Regions from separate parts of the Mus musculus genome. Here region 2 is linked to region 1. The links are chromatin contacts, called in public HiChIP or PLAC-seq maps. All regions are on one chromosome and are shown on one strand. Each heading gives the region's core, a stretch centred on a gene start, on an enhancer-like site or on the middle of the called end of the contact. The rest is flanking DNA. Distances are from core to core; before and after follow the strand shown.

Evidence for each region. HiChIP or PLAC-seq counts read pairs in DNA pulled down with a chosen protein or histone mark.
Region 2: an H3K4me3 HiChIP or PLAC-seq map of embryonic basal ganglia shows a contact between it and region 1, with 5 times the contacts expected there. The contact joins two enhancer-like sites. A contact is called at or near these places in 8 of 484 Hi-C or Micro-C datasets (the AML12 cell line, cerebral cortex, differentiating embryonic stem cells and 3 more), 12 of 115 datasets of contacts at active chromatin or transcription factors (craniofacial prominence, embryonic basal ganglia, embryonic forebrain and 7 more) and 1 of 9 other capture datasets (embryonic stem cells).

Annotation. Positions count from the first base shown.
Region 1 is chr13:53,452,700-53,458,088 of GRCm38.p6, reverse strand. It overlaps Gm2762 (predicted gene 2762), which reads right to left. Exons shown (of 8, transcript NR_037991.1): 8 at 2,459-3,988. Among named protein-coding and RNA genes, the nearest start is that of Gm33763, 6.0 kb to the left of the region's middle. Within about 2 kb of position 3,143, at least 14 of the 459 cell types and tissues checked have an H3K27ac peak or open chromatin away from gene starts, as enhancers often do.
Region 2 is chr13:53,777,535-53,782,501 of GRCm38.p6, reverse strand. All of the region lies in intron 1 of Gm34439 (a long non-coding RNA gene), which reads left to right. Among named protein-coding and RNA genes, the nearest start is that of Gm34439, 7.7 kb to the left of the region's middle. Within about 2 kb of position 3,136, at least 3 of the 459 cell types and tissues checked have an H3K27ac peak or open chromatin away from gene starts, as enhancers often do.

The DNA.
Region 1 (5,389 bases), core at 1,894-4,393:
GTGCAAACAGAAAACTCAGCATGCTTTGGAACAAGATTGACATTTCGGTGTTTGGGAAGCGGAGACAACAGAATTGCTGTGAGTTTGGTGAGTTCCAGGCCAGCCAAGGCTATATAACAAGTCTCAAAATAATAATCAATAATAATAATAATATCAGGTTTACTTTAAAGAGGAATTTGGAGCTAGCACACCATGGCTGGTAGAGAGGTAGTGTACGGGTTGATAGAATATTCATTCACTCATTTGCAGTTAGTTCAGTAGACAGTGGTAAGTAGCTACTAGTTGTGCCACTGTGACCTCACACACACCATACTTTGATGTGAGATGCACATACTCTCCAGAATACACAGGATGACTAGACACGAAATCTCAGTTCTACCACTACCACATTCAAACGTAGGGGAGTGCTAGAGAAATGTGGTGGTTATCACTAGCTTTCCTTTTTGATCCCAGTCTCTTTCCTTATGAGCCTTCCCCTCTCTTTCTCTCTCCCTCCCTCCTTCCCTCCCCCTCTTCCTTTTTTTTTTTTAAAGATTTATTTTATTTATTATATGTGAGTACACTGTAGCTGTCTTCAGACACTCCAGAAGAGGGCATCAGATTTCATTACAGATGGTTACGAGCCACCATGTGGTTGCTGGGATTTGAACTTGGGACCTTTGGAAGAGCAGTCGGTGCTCTTAACCGCTGAGCCATCTCACCAGCCCCCCCCCCTTCTTTTCTTTCAGTTGTCAGAAAACTCATCATTTCTACCTCCTTTAAAATGTACAGCTCAGTGACGTGAGGTATATTCACCAGGTTGTACAGCCTTCATTGCTATTGGCTCTAGAGCTAACTTATTTCTTTGTTGGGTGCCAGGGCCTCATGCATGCCTATCCAACCATGCGGATGCTCTACTTCTGAGCCATATCTCCAGCTCCCAGGTTTTTTATCTTTCAAACTCCCTGTCAACAACGGGGCCTACTTCCCTGTAGGCCCCGAAGACCATTGCTCGGCTGTCTCTGTGAGTTTGATTATTCTAGGTACTTCCCACAAGCAGAGTCCTGCGACATTTAACCTTCAGTGTCTGGCTTATTTTAATTAACACAATGTACTCAAAGTTCATTTGTGTGATATGCCGTGTCTGACTTTCCTTCCTTCTTATGGTTTCTTGATCTTTCATTGCATAGGTAGAGACATTAAAGTCTATTCCATGTTCAAAGTTATGTCCTAGGGTCATCAGCATGAGATTTAAAACTCACTATCCAAGGAGGACTTTCTCCAGGTTAAGCATCATGGATATCATTTACCAGGTACTAGCTTACATTGTGTTCTAAATACACCCCCCAAGTGCTGTTATCATTCCACATGGTATGAGTGAACTGGTGTTCAAGCACGCGCATGTACATGCGTGGCTGTGTGTGTCTGTAATGATACGTTATTCATGTAATGTTACAGCTTAGCACTATAGTTTGGTAGGAAAAAAAAAAACACTCCAAGTTTCTCAGTATTTTCCAATCCCTGGCATGTTCCTCTTTGAGATGCGGGGACAATAAATCAGTAGCCCCACAAATCCGAGTTTTAATGTTTTAAGCATACTTCTAGCACCCCGCATGCTGGAAAATCTGAATGGCTAACTTTCTTCATTGAATACTATAGTGCACTAAGTTTAACGGTGCTCACGAAGTACTAGAGCCAACAGGAATATTCAGTAAAGCCGCTAACTCTGGTCTATGTCTCCTGGTGAGGTGGCAGCCTCTCGTGGAATCACAAGTGGACACCGCCCACTTGGGGACTGATTCTCTGTTGACAATGGGCCCTGAGAGGCCCATATGCAATGTCCACACAACAGCGCTTAGCTCTGGGGGTTGCTGTGAGACTACAGGAAGACAAGAGGCAGCAGATGTTTCACAGTGCTTGACTTGGAGAGAAAGCCCTCACTGTATAGTGTGTTTTGTGCCTGTTAGGACTCATCTTTGGGATAGATGTACGACTCTCTCAAATGGGCAGGACCAGGGCCTGATGGAGCATGATTGCAAGACGGGACTTCGCTGAAGACCAACAACTAAAATTTGTTAGTTTCCCTGGTGCCTAGATGGGAGACAAGCTGAAAAAATGTCAGGGTACAGGACCACAACTGGGCAACACCACCAGCCACCTCATTTTGCAAAAGCTAGCTGGGGAAAGTAGAAGTTCTAGCAGTTTCTCTAGTATAGGTGAACAGATCTGTCACCCTTCCTCAGTCTACCACAGAACTGGGTACATGTTGCACGGACAGAACAAACTATAATGATATGTTTTTAAAAATAGAAATTTGTTCCTTACATTTCTGGGGATGTAGGTTCGAGGCACTAGTGTGTTTTGGGAGAGGGGCTGCTCTCTGCCTCCAAGAGTCTCCTTGTTGTCATATCCATAGCTGGAGTGCGTGTCCTCGGATGGCAGAAGGGAGGGGAAGGCGAAAGGGCTGCACTCCTTCTTTCAGGCCCCTTTATTAAGGTGCTAATCCCATCCTTGGTGGAGAAGGTGCTAATCTCATCCGTGACAGCAGAGCCCTGAGGCCTAATCACTGTCAAAAGGCTCCACCTTCTAATCCTGTTGTAATGGGGATTAAGTTTCAACAGGAATCTCTCCAGAGGAGAAGACACAGACATTCAAACCATAGCCAGCCCCAAATAAGCACGGCATGAGTTAAGATTCTACAGTCTCTCCCTCTCTCCCCCTCCGTCCCCATCTTATGACATGCTGTCTGATGAGAGTCTGAAAGGGTGGAAGTGAGCCGTGTGCCAGTGGGGATCATAGAAACAGAAACGCCAGCGTCAGGAATCTCAGAGCGCAAAGCCTTCCCGGCTCTGAAAGACAGCGAGAGCCCCCCGGTCCCGAAGACTTCCAGTCTGTGCTGTGGTGTGGCTTGAAGAGGCTGTCTCATCAAAGACCCTTCCAACAAGCATTTAAAATCATCCATCCAAAAGATAACTAAATCGTGGCCATTCATTCCTCTGAACCCATCAACGCTTCGATGAAAACATGTATTTAACTGGGGAAACACTGGGCGCTCACTCTCGCTGGCCTCTTGTTCCCTTTTCTTCTCTCTTCCATTGAGGGCTCAAAATGTTATGATTCATTTCAGCCTGCCCAAAGCAGCAGTGAATTACAGACCCCAGAGTTCCGACCGCAAGGGGTCCTGGGTAAGATTGCCACCACCACCCCCGCCCCCATCCCAGCGTTCTCTCTGCAGCCAGCTCTGTTTGTTCTTTGACTCTTTTGATCATCATTTATAACAGTAGCCAAGCAGAGGAAATTAAGCTTTTGTATTTTCAGCTAATCCATGACCCTGGATAATTTGTAAGAGACATCTATGTGTAGTTAAAAATAAGACTCCAACTGTTTGGGGGTGGGGGTGGGGGTGGGGGAAGGATCATAGAATGTCAGCTCTGAATGGGAGGACCGAAAAGCATGTGGCATCCTTTGGGGAAAATCTGTTTAGTTTAACTCTCTCCATTGTAATAGAGAAACTGAGGCTCAGACAGGAAGGAACTGCTTGCAGTCATATAATAGAGTCTGTGACTATATGGAGATTTAAATGTGGGATTTTTAATTTTCTGTGAAGATGATATCTCCGTGCATGGATACTTCGATTCTGCAGTTTGGTCAGGTGGATGGTCCATCTGTTGCACTGAATCCATCAGTAAAATGGCACCGTTTTCTTTTCTGTGCCTTTAATGGAGCAGTTACAAGGAATAGAAGGATCTGAGTTGTGAGTCCCAGATATGTGTCTTTGCTGTGCCTTGATCTCCCGGTGTGATGGTGGATCCCATAGGTCCCTTGTGGGCAGAGAGACTTAACTGTGGTAAGGTTCTCTCAGTGTGTTCGGTCCCCATGAAACGGGCACTGTTCTATTCTTTCTGGTCCTCCATCTCTTCTGCTTGAGAACAACTAGAAAACACCATGCTTGTAAGTGCCAGGGACTGACCTTTCTTTTTTAGCTTCCTGTGCAGTGTTGGAGCATCCACTGGAAGACACCAAATAATGAAGATCAAAGCCACTGAGATGTGACAGCAGATCCTGCCAAGTAAACCCATGCCACCCTAGGAACTGTCACTCATGGTTTGGAAATTTCCTTACCAGCAAAATTAGGTCAAAATTCCTTTTCTCTCAGCTGCCTATAAATGTCTCACACTTTTAGGGACAAAAAAAAAGAAGAAGAAAAAGAAGAAGAAGAAGAAGAAGAAGAAGAAGAAGAAGAAGAAGAAGAAGAAGAAGAAGAAGAAGAAGAAGAAGAAGAAGAAAAGAAGAAGAAGAAGAGGAGGAGGAGGAGGAGGAGGAGGAGGAGGAGGAGGAGGAGGAGGAGGAAGCATCCAACTTTCCAGCAATATGTCGGACAGATTTGGGTGGAAAAAAAAAAAAAAGAACTACAAGTCACTAGGAAACTGGGAAGAAGATATACAATGGTTTGTCCTCTTTTCATCTGAAAATGAAGCCCATCCATGCAGGAAACACATTCCCCAGAATGAGGAAACCGACCAGTGAAGGAGGCACCGTGCACAGGGCCTTAGCCTGGAGGCTCCTTGCCACTGTGCATGGTTTCTAGGCTGGTACTGTGATGGAGATGATCTGAGATGGTGCATCAGCCCAGACTCTCCACCCCGATGCCACACCTCCCTGACAGAGCTCACAAAAAAAAAAAAAAAAAAAACCAACAACCCTCAACCCTAAGCTTCCAAAAGAGCAAAGGAGCCAGCCGCTCACCCCAGAAGACTGGGCCTTGGGAGTTTCCTGGGGGGACGGGACTCGGCTCGCAGGAGAAGTGAGTCTCACATTAGGATGCCATAGGGCAAGAGAGAGGGAGAAGAGGGAGAAGCAGTGAGGAAGGACGAAAGCCCCAACTTTAACTAATGAAGGGCGGATACAGGAAAAGTGTTACATCTGCCCACCGCTTTGAGGGTGAGAAAACCATTTGAGTGGCTTGGGGAGGAAGTGACCCCAGTGCCCACGGAAAGTCATGCACAGTGCAGTGTTTGCCTAGGGAGTAGCAATGCTGTGGTCACTCAGGACACAGCATTTTTTTTCATTAATTAATTAACTTATTCACTTTACATCCTGATCGTAGCCCCACCCTCCTCTCCTCCCAGTCCCATCCTCATAAGCCCCTCCTCCCCACTTACCTCAGAGAAGGGGAAGCCCCCTTCCCCACCCTAGGACATCCAGTTGTAGTAAGCCTACGTGCATCCTCTCCCACTGAGGCTTGACCAGACTGTCCAGCTAGGGGAAGGGGATCCAATGGCAGGCAAACAGAGTCAGAGACAGTCCCTGCTCCAAATGTTAGGGGACCCACATGAAGATCAAGCTGCACATCTGCTACAAATGTGTAGGGAGCCTAGGTTAGTGTCTCAGTCTCTGTGCACCCCCACAG
Region 2 (4,967 bases), core at 1,887-4,386, 320 kb before region 1:
TGTTACATACCTTGAAAGCTTTACATTCTGCTTAAAACATTATATCCTCATGTTTAAAAAATCTACACATGAGTTGGACTCTTAGCTTGTTTAAGTTGCTAAATGAGGCCTGGACTAGCAGCCTGCTCTTTGACTCTTTGGGAACAGTAGACTTCATTGGAAAGACCCAGATACTTCACATCCTGTTTCATCTTAGCTCTGTCTCTAGCTTATATTCTCTACCCATTTCGTGCCTTACTCTCCTTGCTTCTCTGATGTCATTTAGAGTCACGCTAGCCAACTGTGAAGTGGGGGAGGGAGCACTGCCTGTTTTTACCCACGGGTCCCTAACGTGCTTTCCTGGTGCACTTTCTGCCTCTGTGCTTGCTGGGGACGCTCACGCATCTGCACACTCTTCTGCTCTTTTCTCCATTCTGTCCATCAGGCATTTGCAACATCCTACTATGCACTTGTTTATGGGGCAAACTCTGGGGGCTCTCCAGACGAGTAAGACGCAGAGGGGAGGCAAGAGGAGGAGAGCTTTTGATAAGACACTCAAGGGCTTTTTGTCTGGCCTTCGCCATTCTCCAGCTGTAGGACCTTGGCTTGTGTAACAAGCCCGAGATGGGATTTGCTTATCCCTAGGCTACAAATCTATTGCTGGCATTTAAAATTACTATGTATCTGGTGTTACTTGAGCACAGTGTTAGATATGTAACTTTGTTACAGCATCTGCCCTCCCAGCTCTCTACACCTAGCAGCCATCCCTCAGCATCCACCGGGCTTGATTTCAGGACTCCATCTGACCCTGAACTTTGAGAATAGTTACATAAAGTGGCATCCTATTTGCCTATAACCTGTACGATGTTCTCCTGTATCCTCATTGAAACCATACTTGTCCTACGAAAAAGCCCCAACACACATTGTTTTAGTGACTTTTTCATGGTTGCCCCCAAACATCTGACAAGAAGGAGGTAATCGAAGGAAGACTGACCTTGGCTGATGGGTTTGTGGACAGGGAGGTGTGGGGATGCCACCTCCTGACTGTGGTGGGTGCTCCGGGCATGGCTTCCTTGCATCTTTACAGACCAAGAAGAAAGCTCCACCAGAAGTGGGTCTGGGCTTTAACCATCAAGTTCCTTTCCTACCAGTAACCACTTCCCCACCCCAAACAGCTCCCCAAACACCAATTTGGGAAAAGAGTTCTGAGAATAGCTCATTTTCAGGTGGTAACAAGCACAAATGCAATCCTGGAGGTTGTTAAAGAGTTTTAGTTAGAGAATGACAACAAGAACTAATCTCGGTATTAACACATTTTTTTCTAGATATTTCAAAACAGAATTGTTGAAGATGCTGGACTAGTGTATCTAGGAAGCTGACCACACACCTTAAGAATATCATGTCCATTAAGGGATGAGCCTCGGACAGCACGATGCTCCACAAAGTATTCTTTATTAACGTGAGGTGGGTTGGGGAGTCGGATCAAAGCCAAAGAGGACAGGCTAGAATGTTGTGACTCATTTCCATGTGTGCATGTGCTATGCATGTGTGTGTGTGAATGTTCACATGTATGTGTCTCTACATGTGCATGCATGTGCATGTGTGTGCATGCATGTGCTCATACATCTCTGTGTGCATGTGAGTGTGTGTGTGTGCGCTCACGTGTGTGTGTGTATGTGTGTGTATGTGTGTGTGTGTGTGTGTGTGTGTGTATGTACGTGAGTGTAGAGCCTTAGAGTTGGTGTCTGTGTCTTCCTTGATCAGACTCCACTTTATTCAGGGACAGGGTCTCTCACTGAACATGAAGCCTTCCATCTCTGGTTTAGGTAGCCAGCTGGTCCGAGGAATACCCCGTCTGTGCCTCCTGGGTGCTACCACTGCAGGCAGCCACCATGCCTGCCCAGCTTTTATGTGGGTTCTGGAGATCTGAACTCCTCACCCTTGTGTGACAACTGCTTATCCACTAAGCCATCTGTCAGGCCCCCAGATAGCTGTGTTTGGGTATGAGGTGTGGAAGACGGGAGGGCTCTCCATGGATGTCTGAAGGGCTGAGTACAGGTCCCAGATGGGTGCTGCCTGTGTCCTGGACTACCTGCCCTTGGGGGTTGCAGGCGAGGTGACATGGAATCAATGACACAGACTCTAGGAACAGATGAGAAAGGCTGCAGCAAGCGCTCTGAGCACTTGAGCTTCCATTGGTCCCAAGAAAGCATCTCTTCTAAACGGCAGTTCCCAATTGGCTGACATTGTCTGCATCAGAAATCCTTGGTCTCTCAGGCAGTCCTCAATTAGGTCCTCCTGCAGGAGATGCTTTTGCAGCTGGGTGGCCCCGACCATTCCTGCTACAGATGGGGATTCTAGGGTCTTGCTGATGAGCGGATTGTTTTCTTTGTTGCTGGTTACTGTTGTCATTTTGTTTTGTTTTGTTTTGTTTTGTTTTGTTTTGTTTTGTTTTGTAATTGTCAACTTGACCCAAGCTAGAAAGAGGGAACCCCAGTTGGAAAACCACCTCCATCAGCAGGTCCTGTAAACAGGCCTGTGGGAGCATTTTCTTAATTAATGATTGCTATGGAAAGGCCCAGCTCTCCCCTGAGCTGATGGTCTTGGAAGGTGTAAGAGAGCAGGCTGAAGAAGTCATGGGGAGCAAGCCAGTAAGCAGCACCACTCCATGGCCTCCGCACCAGCTCCCGCCTACAGGTTCCTACTTTAGTCCCTGCCCTGACTTCCTTTCATCATGAACTGACTAGAAGCTATAAGCTGAAATAAACCCTTTCCCCCTTATCTGTCAAGAACAGTGTTTATTACAACACTGGTGAGCAAGGGCAGAAGAGTCTCATGCAATGAGGGAAGAACTGGGCCACCTGTGGGGTGTGGAGGGAGGGGCTCAGTGCAGGGTCTCAGATGGTGGCCTTCAGGCATCCAGGGGGGCCATGTTTGGCATGATTCTGATGGCTGGGAATGCTTGAGGTTTATTAGGAAAGCAAACACCAAAAGACATTTTAAAAAAATCATATCAGTTTCCATATAATGCTAAACAATGTGTTCCTGATTGCGGGGCTAAGATCTTTCAGATTTTCTAGTGTAACCAGGAGACCCCCTGGGAGCCAGAATGAGTTCTCCTTGGTGATCTACCCAGATTATTGTCTGGTGTAGCCAGACCCAGGCCTCTACCGCCATCTACTGTGCAGGTCCTGTTACAAACATTGTTTAGTTTGGCAAGAGACACTGTGCTTCAAAGGGTACCTTAAACCTGAAGGCCAGGCCTTTCTTTCTTCCCCAGAGCACCACAGTATGACACAGCCGTGCATTGCTTAGCAGTGGAAAGCCATCCTCAGGAAGCCATCATTAGGGGCTTTACCGTGGAACTATGACAGCACTTAGGCCTAGCAAGCTACCCATGTAAACTGTGCAGTCTGTTATGTGGGCAAAGCCTGGCGCTCCTGGGTCAGTGGTGAACTAAACCACTTATGACCAAGCCAAGCAGGAGAGAAAATGGTATAATCGAAAGTCATTGAAAACAACAGAGGTGTGAAGCCACTGCTCTTATATCATTTGACTATAAACTTTGTTTTTTAATAAGTGAAAGGAATTTAAAAAATAACACTCTAAGACAGCAATAGAAAATATAATCAGTACATGAACTAGTGACCCTGTCCCTCGGTGCTAAGTATCATGTACTGTCTATAATTGTGCTTGGTGTATTTACAATTGGTTGCTCACTAGATTTGTTTACATTAGTGTTGCCATAGAAACGGCCACCATATACATAGTTCATTACTGACCAATATCTTTACAGCGCTCATGACTATTCATTCAGTTTCAGCAGAAAGCCATGCTTCAAAACAGGAAAGCATCATGCTTAAGGCTACAGGGCGTGGGGATGTTTCTGGTCTCAATTCTATGTAACTCTCAAGTCCTTCATCCCACTTAATGCCATTATGAATTGAAGAACCCGGGCTATCACATCCACCGCCTGCCTTCTCCATTCCTGGTCCAGCTACTTCCTCCTGAACGTCACCTGTCCTGAGTCATTGCCCATCTGTTTGCTTCCTCGCCCAACGTCTCCGCATCCCCACCGATCCCCATTTCATCTTCTTAGGGATGACACCTGGAAGCTGAGTGGGTGATGGAAGCCTAATTCTGGAGAGAAGAGAACAGCAAAGAAGACAGGAGGGTGATAGAGTGAGGATGACAAGCCCTTGCAGGGTTGACAAGGTTTGCTCAGAGATAGAAACACCCAGTTGCTATGATTTTAGAAATGGCAACAATTATCTCTGATTTTAGAGTTGCTACAATTGTCTCCGCTTTTTCTTAGGCGATGAGAAAACAAGAAGTAATTTCCCATGTTGGGGAATATGTGGCAGAACTGGAAACCAGGCCAATGTCACCCAGAAAGCTGTAGCTCCAGATGGCAGGGAGCCCAGCTGGTAGAGAAGTGCCCTCTGTGAATCGTGGCTGGCATCCTTGCCTCAGGTAGAGCAGTGGGTCCTGAGGGCGACTGAATAGGAAGTAAATGGCTATCTATATCTTTATTCTAGAAGCACGAGGTCTCTATCTGTCCATTAATATTGCATTTGGTTAACGCAGCATACTTAATGCACCTAAGATGGGTAAAATTCACTTTAAAGGGTCACAGAGAGAGGATCCCAAAAAAAATTTTTTTCAGCACATTTAAAGGCTGTAACTGTTGCTCTGTCTGCAGCAGGCTTGGTACAATAGTAAGAACAGCTGTGTGTGTGCAATGCTTCCCTTCCCATCTCTGTGTTCAGCAACTTCACACTGTCAGCTGCAGCCTAGGCAGGGAGCTGTGCACAGTAGGAACTGGCAGATGTGCTAGAAGGGGGGTGAGCTTCAGATGCCCACACCCTCTAGACCTCCACTCTCTGTAGACCTTGCCTGGCGGAAGTCTGTGTGCTCCAAACCCTCTCTCCAGTGCATCTGTCCACGGAACAGGCCTGCTTCTGAGCTCTCCTCCCAGCTCAGGATGG